2 separate regions of the Oryctolagus cuniculus genome follow, and region 2 is linked to region 1. Evidence: chromatin contacts called from public Hi-C data. All regions are on one chromosome and are shown on one strand. Each heading gives the region's core, a stretch centred on a gene start, on an enhancer-like site or on the middle of the called end of the contact. The rest is flanking DNA. Distances are from core to core; before and after follow the strand shown. Region 1 overlaps EFHC1 (EF-hand domain containing 1). Region 2 holds the start of EFHC1 (EF-hand domain containing 1).

Evidence for each region. Hi-C and Micro-C count contacts between places; a contact is called where the count stands out from the background.
Region 2: a Hi-C map of skin fibroblasts shows a contact between it and region 1, with 4 times the contacts expected there. The contact joins the promoter of EFHC1 here to the enhancer-like site in region 1. A contact is called at or near these places in 3 of 6 Hi-C or Micro-C datasets (ear pinna, embryonic fibroblasts and skin fibroblasts).

The regions. Positions count from the first base shown.
Region 1 is chr5:117,479,653-117,484,455 of mOryCun1.1, forward strand. EFHC1 (EF-hand domain containing 1) reads right to left here. Exons shown (of 11, transcript XM_051855624.2): 10 at 2,272-2,482; 11 at 1,065-1,307. The coding sequence ends at 1,236. Among named protein-coding and RNA genes, the nearest start is that of EFHC1, 82 kb to the right of the region's middle. Within about 2 kb of position 3,004, at least 3 of the 8 cell types and tissues checked have an H3K27ac peak or open chromatin away from gene starts, as enhancers often do.
Region 2 is chr5:117,561,433-117,565,998 of mOryCun1.1, forward strand. It overlaps EFHC1 (EF-hand domain containing 1), which reads right to left and starts at 2,954. Exons shown (of 11, transcript XM_051855624.2): 1 at 2,719-2,954. The coding sequence starts at 2,781.

The DNA.
Region 1 (4,803 bases), core at 1,754-4,253:
GATGGCATTTTTGGAGGTGAAGGTGGTGGCTGACTTCCACTATAGAGCAGCCCTGGTTCTACAAAGGCAGCGCTCAGCAGAGACCAGCCTTTCCCTCCTGTCTGAAGGCCAGGCTCCCAAAAGCAGTGTTTTCCTCATATTTTTTTTAAACTGCAACCTATATCAAGAAAGATATTTTATATTACGGCCCAGTAAAACATATTCAGATGAAATGGAAGTCTCATGAAAAAAAAAAAAAACCCTAATATGTGTACCACATTGATATTATCTATTATATCCTTTAAAAATACAGGAGTACTAATTGGGCCTAGAACGACAGTTTAAAAACATGTGGACATGAAAAACATTTCCCTTCAATACTGGGGCAGGGAGGTGGAGGGGGGACATTGGCTAGCAGCAATAGCAATACTATGCTTATTTCTGATATCCAAATGCTTCCAGAAAATCTGTCATTCCTCCTGCTGTTAATCATTCCACATCTATGCTAAGGGTTCTCCAAAGAAAAAGTAGGAGGGGTGTTTGTGTGTGTGTGTGGGTGGGTGGGTGTTGAGTATACAAGTCTTTAAAATATTCATGGAAAATATGCCATTACTTGTAAATTTCATTAACTTTCTGAAATACCCTCATGTGTATTTGAGGAGGACAGACATTGATTGACTATAAGGAACTGCTTCACACAGTAATGGTGGCTGATAAGTCCCAAGATCTGCAGGCTAAGCTGGCAAACCTCAGGAGAACTGAGGGCGTGGTTCAAGTCCAAATGCCAGCAGGCTCTGGATCCAGGAAAATTCAATGCTTTACTTTAGTGTAAAGGCAGGAAAAGGCCATGGCACAGCTTGAGGGCAGTCTGATGGGAGGAATTCTCTCTTGCTTAAGGGAGGGTCAGTAGGTCTTCAAGTGACTGGATGAGGTCTACCCACACTAGGGAGAGCAGGCTGCTCACTTCAGCTTGACCCAATGTTCATCTCATCTGGAACACCTTCACAGAAACCCATGGCCCAGTCAAGTTGACATATAAAATTAACCATCACAATACCTCTACCACTCCAAGTAAGGGACAAGTCTTAGATCATAAAAGGTCTAATTTAATTTAGACTTCAGTAGTAGTAGTGAAATATAAGAACCAAAACAGAAATATAACTTCAGGGGCTCTGGACATGCCTCTGTGGAGAGTACAAGATCTATTTCAAAGTGTTAGTCCAACATCAAAAAGTTGTATTCTCTCATTGGCCAGATCAGTTTGAGAAAGCACGCACAAAATTATAGTAGTTAATCTTGCCTTCTCCATGAGAGCAAATCCGGATTAACTGCAAAAGAGAGCAGAAAAAACAGGTAAAAACCAATATGAGGGCTTCCTTCAGCTTACCTGCAGTGTACTTAGGCATGACAAACCCTACCTTGGTAAACCAGTTCCGAGTTTTCATATCCTCAGTTGATGCTAAAATGATCCTATGAACCTGGGAGGTAGGTTCAGGCATTACCCCAATTTTACACTAAATAAAAACAAAGCTTCAGAGAATACGCCTATCCAAGATTTTGGGACCAACATCCAGTATTTATGAGGGCAATGTCATTTTTAAAATCTTTTTTGTTTTTATATTCAAATTCAAGTCTTTGTCCACCCAGCCTATGAGGAGTGAGATTACTGAAATGCCAGGCTTCTTTAATCACAGGCAAATAAAAGAGTCTAGTAATGTCACTGCTAAAACCATGTCCCTAAAGCCTAACTGGGCCTGGTAACTGACCTGTTGCGGTTATCTTTATATGACATATGAGGATCCACCCCACCCACCCCTTCCCGGTATCACTTCCCAGTGACTGCCATTCATCCCTTGCCTCTCGCTTCCCGTGTCAGAAAGTATGAATGACTTGAAAATCAAAAGCTTACCATGCTGTCAATCTAAGATCTGGGCAGCTAAATGGGTACTTGGCCCACATGAACAAATACTTGTCTCAACTTGACTGTGAGTCCCCTTGGCATCTGCCCCTCCAAGATCACCTCTGATGCTCTCCTTTTAGCCCTGACACGTTGATCTACCAATAACTCTCTGCTGTCTAGTTCCCGGCCCTGCCACAGCCACAGCAATTACAAAAGAATGCACCTACTAGAACCGGGGGCAGTTATCATAATCAGGATAAAACAGGAGATCTGGTCTGAGTGTCCTAAATCTTTCTGGACTACAAAGAAATACAGATGTAACTGCCTTTAGGAAAGAATGATCAGTGCGCAGCCTCTGCCACCCACCCAGAGCAGTAGTAATTCATACTGACCTCCTTAACCAGGGAGTCATCAATCGGAACATTAAAAGATTCACAGATTTTAAAGAACGTCTCTCTGTCCACATAACCTGAAGCTTCCTTGTCACAAGTCTGAAACGCTTCACGAATGTTGTCTTTGCATGAATAATCTTTCAGCTGCTTCTGGATTGCGTCTATTAATGCTTCTAGTTCCTGCACGCCTGGATCTTCTTCAGTTTGCTTGCTGTAGAGAAAGGAAGGAAATGACTCGACATGGTATTTATTCTTGACCTATCTTATCTCAGCGACTGAAGTTCTCACTTGATGAAGTCAGGGAAGCTTCTAATGACAAACAGCTTTGACGCTGAGCTGACCAATAACCAAACACTTGACGGCAGAGGCTGGCTGTTGGCTGACGTCCACGTCAGGAAAGCCTCACTGGGGGGAGTTTTGTAACGGCCTCTCTTCCTGCCATCTGTGGAATCACTGCACCACAGGAGCCAGATTTGGTATTTGCAGGAATCACATGACTGTCTCTACTGCTGTTACGGATGAAGGTTCCCTCATCTAAAACTAAATGCCCGTGAAAGAAAATATGTACATAATGATGCAGCCAGGAATCTTTCAGTTCTAACAGTCCCTCTTTAGTCCACGCTGAATTCTGTGAAAAGCTATCTATGGCAGTTAAGCGACTGCTCCGTGTGATGGAATGAGAAGCCGGGCTCAGCATTTACTGCAAAGATTAGTAACAGAGCTTTAGGCAGGGGGAGCTCTGCCAGTCCCTTCTAAACACAACCACAGGAAGTAGAAGTTCAACTTTTATTTTCTCTGAAAGTGAAGGTACAGTTACAAAATGAAAGAATTTTAGAGCTGGAGAAGACTCACTCATATTTCATCTTCATAAATCCTTTAAGAGCAAAATGGACCCTCATGGGCTCAGCCAGCACTTGTCCCCTTCCCAATCACGAAAAAACAGACTCTAAGACTCGGTGACTCTCCCTAGATCATGAGTCAAAGCCAAGACCAGAGCTCAAATCTCACTCTACTTCCAACACGCTCTTTCAAGTATGCCCAAGTATACCTCACACAGAATTTGCCTCCTTCCATCATTTCAAAACTATCAACCCACCATTGCTTTTCTGTCCTTTATTTTCTTGCATGTGCTATTTAAAATGTTGACTGTTACCAACAGCCTCTTTCATCTTATTTTTCCTTTTTTTGTTTTTAGATTTTTTTATTTATTTGAAAGGCAGAGAGAGAGAGAGATAATCTTCCACCCGCTGCAAATGGCCCAAATGGCAGCAGCGGCTGATGCTGAGCCAATCCAAAGCCAGGAGCCAGGAGCTTCTTCCTGGTCTCCCACGTGGATGCAGGGGCCCAAGCACTTGGGTCATCTTCTGCTGCTTTCTCAGGCGCATTAGCAGGGAGCTGGATTGGAAGCGGAGCAGCTGGGACTCAAACTGTTACTCATGTGGGATGCCAGCACCAAAGAGGCTATGCCACAGCCTCAGCCCCCTTATTTTTCCTATTTACGTGCTGGCAGATACTGATGGGAGAGCGTATCATTCCTTTTTATATTTATAACAACACCTGAGGCTAGGTGCTTTATAAAGAAAAGAGGTTTGTGAGGTTCAAACCTCACAGTTTGTGAGGTTCAATGGCATGTTGCTGGCATTGGCTGAGCTCTGGTGAGGACCTCATAGTGGAAGGTATCACAATGGCAGAGCCAGAAAACAATTTGCTGGTCAGGCTCACTCTACAAACTTTTTATGAGAATGAACCAGGTTCCCACAAGAACTGCATCAGTTTCTTCAGAGGACAGCACTTGCAATGACCTAATCACTTCTACTATGCCCCGCCTCTTAAAGGTTCTATTCCTCCCTTAAAGGGTCCAAGCTCCCAATACATAAACCCTTGGGGGCTATACTCAATCTTATCCAAACCACAACAGAGAGGTATAAAGTGGTATATAATCTTTCTGGAAGTAAGGAGGAAAAGCTCAGAAAACAATTTCAAATAACTTGACCTAAGGAAACAATCCTGGATTATGTGCAAGGAGACATCTATAAGAGATTTTTGAGATAGCCTGAATATCCCAAAATAGGGAATTAGTTAAATAATTGACACTACAATCAAGCAATGGGATAATAATATAGTCATCGACAGTGCTGGAGTAGAAAGCTACTTTGTCAGTGAGGAAATCAAGAGGCAAAAGTATGTGGAGTGCTACTTTTTTGTGCAAGTTAAAGTAGACTAAGATAATATATCTATAAATAAATCTAAGTAAATATATAAATAAATTTGCCTGCATTATGTAAAGAAACCTTGCTAAAATATTTAAAAAGCTATTGAGAGAGACCGTTATGGGACAGGGAGGAGGAAGTGGGGGGGGGCGGATACAGTGGGAAGAATTACTATGTTCCTCATATTGTATTTATGATATATGTAAAAATAAAAAAAATGGGCAAGCGGGCCAGCATTGTGGCACAGTGGGTTAAACCAGTGCATGCTGCACTGGCATCCCATAGGGGCGCCGTGTCCTGGCTGCTGCACTTATGATCCAGC
Region 2 (4,566 bases), core at 1,704-4,203, 82 kb after region 1:
CCTCATTTTCAGATTCTTGAGAAACTTTCACAGTGTTTTTCATAATAGTTGTACAACTTTTACATTTCAGGAAAATTTTCCTTTTTCTGTTCTTTATAATATGGGGCTGCTTGTAATAAATTTTATATAAAATATAAGTATATATTTTATAATTAATCATAAAATATATTTTTAATGAAGAAAAAAACAGACTTAGGTGCCTATATCCTAATCTCCTTTAGAGCCCAGCCTACCAACTTTTAAGATATGCACTAACATTGAAGTAAAATAGAATAAAATTCTTTTGCAAAAAGAGTTATGGACTATGGACATTCTTTTAAGGGTCATGTATTCAGTGTCATAAGTCATTTGACAGGCTATGCTCCAAGTGCATACCAAGCTGAGTTGACTTCCTCCCTGGGTAACTTAGGTAACTTCAAGCTCCTCTTCTTTCGCTTCTATTTTTATTTATTTATTTATTTATTTATTTATTTTTTGACAGGCAGAGTGGACAGTGAGAGAGAGAGACAGAGAGAAAGGTCTTCCTTTGCCATTGGTTCACCCTCCAATGGCCACCACAGCTGGTGCGCTGCAGCCGGCGCACCGCGCTGATCCGATGGCAGGAGCCAGGTGCTTCTCCTGGTCTCCCATGGGGTGCAGGGCCCAAGTACTTGGGCCATCCTCCACTGCACTCCCAGGCCACAGCAGAGAGCTGGCCTGGAAGAGGGGCATCCGGGACAGAATCCGGCGCCCCGACCGGGACTAGAACCCGGTGTGCCGGCGCCACAAGGTGGAGGATTAGCCTAGTGAGCCGCAGCACCGGCCCTTCTTTTGCTTCTAAAGACAGAAGTGACAACAGGACTTCAGTTAGCTTTTCTGGCTTTAGACAGATGTCTCTATCATCAATTATGACTCAAAGGTACCTGAAGCAAGGCCACTACCCCTCCTACTTATCAGTTTCACCTTCTGAGTACCCTTAGAGTTACACATATCTAGTCTTTACTGTTGAAGTGATAGTGGTCATGTTGTTCAAATCTCAAATAAAGCAAATTGTTTGACACTTGGTCAATATGTTTAAAATGTGAAACCGGCAGGCATTTGGTCTAGTGGTTAAGACACCCACATAGTACATTGGAGTACTTATGCTTGACACCCGGCTCAGGCACCTGACTCCAGCTCACTGCTAATCCAGACCCAGTGTTGATAGTCCAGACGATTGGGTTCTTGCTACACATGTAGGAGACCTGGTTTTATTCCTGGCTCCCACTTTGGGCCTCAGCCCAGCCCTGGCTGTCACAGTTATTTGTGAGGTGAACCAGTAGATGGCAACCTTCTTTCTCTCTCTCTCTCGCCCTCTCAAATGAATAAGTGAAAATTATTTAATAAAACATATGAAACATGTCCAATGCACAGTTTATCTTATTTAAAGTATAGAAATACATCTGTCTACCTTTAGGGCATGGTACTTCTATCCACACATCTTTAAGCCCCAAAGCAACTCAACCCTGCCTTGTGGATAACCCATACTCCCCATCACCAACTGCTTAAGCTTATCCTGCATGGGGCAGGAAACTGCATACAACATCGTCTAAATCACATACAACCAAAAAGTCCACTGAAACTGGAAATCTATCAGAACCCAAATTCTCTCACTAAAATTTCAACTTCAATTTAAATTCATTCTTCCAAAGAAAACAGAGCAAATATTTTATCTTAATTTTATGAACATGGAATTAAGTGTTTAAATATGAACATGAATTTCAGTGCTTAAATCATTAAAATATATAAATTATTGTTGCTTTGCCTATAAAATTACTGAATACTGATTTTCCAGAAAATATATTTCACCAATTATGTTAGAATTAAAGCAAATGCTAAGCTGCTGCTGCTATTGGAGGAAAGAGCAAAACAAAATCAAAAGAGGAATCTCACAAATACTCGGGAGTGAAATGAATCAGACTGGGTAAGAGAAAGGAACAACCAATCAACTGTGGTCGAGGAGAAGCGGATGGAATGGAGTATCCCCTAGAAAGTAGGGAAGGATGGTGGGCAAGTTTAAAAAAAAAAAAAACTGCATGGGGGAGAGCAAACAAGAACAGGAAGAAGGTGGGACTAGAAAAGACAGGCTGGAGAGAAAGGCGCATATTAGAAGAGTCCGGCAGAAAGAAGGGATGAATGGAAACGATCCATGTGCCCATTAAACAGGACATGGAGCTGGCGTGGGAGAGACTATAGGGTTCAGGATTCAGAAGAGGGAGGAGGAGGGCGGAGGAGAATGACGGGCCTGGGCAGAGGGGGTAGGATAGGGGGGCAGGAGTGACGGTGTCGGAAGAGAGAGGCCGGGGGACAAGGTGGGCAGACAGGGCCCGGCGTGGGAGAGTGAGCCGGGCCAGAGCTCGGGAGTTGGAAGGGGGAAACTGATCCAGAGAGCAGAGGCAGGGGGCCGGACCAGCAAAGCAAGTGCAAAAGCGGCTCGGAGGAAGAGGGCCAAGAAGCGCCAACAGACTGCCACGATGGCGTGGGAAAACCACAGAGAGGGACGGCGCCGAGGACATGGGACGGAAGAGGGAAGATGAGGCGAGGTTAATGAGGAAGACAGAACTTGGGAGGAGAAGCAAGAACGAGGTCGGGGCAGAGGGTCGGTTTGAAGGGTAGAGAGGAATGAAGGTGTAGTACGAGGGGAACCCGCTAGGGACGGGGACGTGGGGACAGGTGGGTGTTGGGCACCTAAGTCCTCACCGTGGAGTCCTTAAAGGACGTGCCTGGTAGAAAGGGCAGGCCATGCACGGGGTTGGACACCATCGCAGCCGGTATCCTCGCCGCCAGCTAGGTCAGGTATGGTCCACTTTGGTTGCCGGGGCGACCAGCCGCGTTGGCAGGCCGCCCCAGGCTCCATGGTAACGCCCAAACATCCTGAGAGCCCGTGAGCCAGGGGCGGGGCCGGAGGCGCCGGCGTGAGAGGTCTGCGCGTGCGCAGCCGCGGGGCTGCGTATTCTCGCGGTAAGGCGGTCGCGACGGCGGGGCGCGGCTAGTGGGCGTTTCCGAGATGGCCACGCCTGCCCCGCGTCACCGCCGCCGGTCTGCCCCAAGATGCTACGTGGGGGCTGTGGGACAGGGTAGGAAAAGGCGGGTGCAAAGGAGGCTGTTCGTTCTTGCTGGGAGGTCCAGGGTCCGAGCTGGCCCTTAGAGGAGTTGCAGAAGATAGGTGCCTTCCTTGGCCCCACCCTGGTCCTCGCCGATCTCACCGCGCACTGAGGGCTTCGTGAGCCCAGGCACTCTTCTCACCCAGCTCTGGGAAAAGGAATCCTGTCCTAGTGTGATGGTTAGTCCGGGTGAAAGTGTGAACCCAACTCAGACCCACACTTTTTGGGGACAGGGACTGCGGATCATTCATGGTTGTATTTCTGTTGTGCAGGGATGGTCAGTGAACCAGTGCAACCATCTCGTCCCTAATCGTCTCGTTGCTGTATTATCCCCCGTTCCCTTCAGCCTTCCTTCTTCCACTGTCAGCCCCTGCAGCTCAGCTCCCTCTCGGTTCTTGTGTGGCGTGCCTTGCATCTTCTCTTTCAGACGCTATGCGATGCTCTAAGAACTCAACGTTTGTTGACTCAAGAGCTAGAGGTTGCTCATCCCAATCCAGTTTGTACTTGCAACTGCAAAGATAAGAAACGCAAAGGTAAACAGCTGATTCAAGGAGAAACACTAGGTGATGAGAAAGAAACAAATAACTGAGGTGAAATATCATCAGCGTCATAAGTGTTCTGGCCTTTGGTGCCTTTTACAAAACTTGTTTTTCCTTAAAAGAAATGTTATCCTATTCCTGAGACATTTTAGGAGGGGGGGAAAAAGCGCTATTCATCAGCCTAAAGATCTTAAAGACAAAAAGCAAACATAGGAGGCCAGAGATTTGTACTCATTGGGTCTGAAGTGGATCCCAGGAATCTGATTTTTCTAACAGGTGTTTCTGACTTGTCAGCTTAGGAACGTGATAGTGTAGCAAGCCTCACACAGAAGTGCAAGTCACCTTCGTGGGTAATTTCCTGCTTGTATAGATGGCAGCTTTACTTTTTATTGCTGCTTGCTGGAGCAAATCTCCCTGTTGGATTTTACCAGTTGGTATGAACATCAGGGGTGCCTAGGACAGGAATGCACTCAGTGGCTCCTGAGGCAGTTTTTGATGCCTGTCTACCACACCCAGCCCAAAAGAGTTTCTTGTCTAGTGACTCCCTCGTCCCCTACTACCTGTTTCCCATTCTTGTCCTTTTTTTTTTTTTTTTTTTACAAGCGGAGTTAGACAGTGAGAGAGACACAGAGAGAAAGGTCTTCCTTCCGTTGGTTCACCCCCCAAATGGCCGCCACGCTGCGCCAATCCAAAGCCAGGAGCCAGGTGCTTCCTCCTGGTCTCCCATGCAGGTGCAGGGGCCCAAGCACTTAGGCCATCCTCCACTGCCTTCTCGGGCCACAGCAGAGAGCTCACTGGAAGAGGAGCAACCGGAACTAGAACCCAGCGCCCATATGGGATGCTGGCACCACAGGCAGAGGATTAGCCAAGTGAGCCGCAGCGCCGGCCTCCCATTCTTGTCCTTT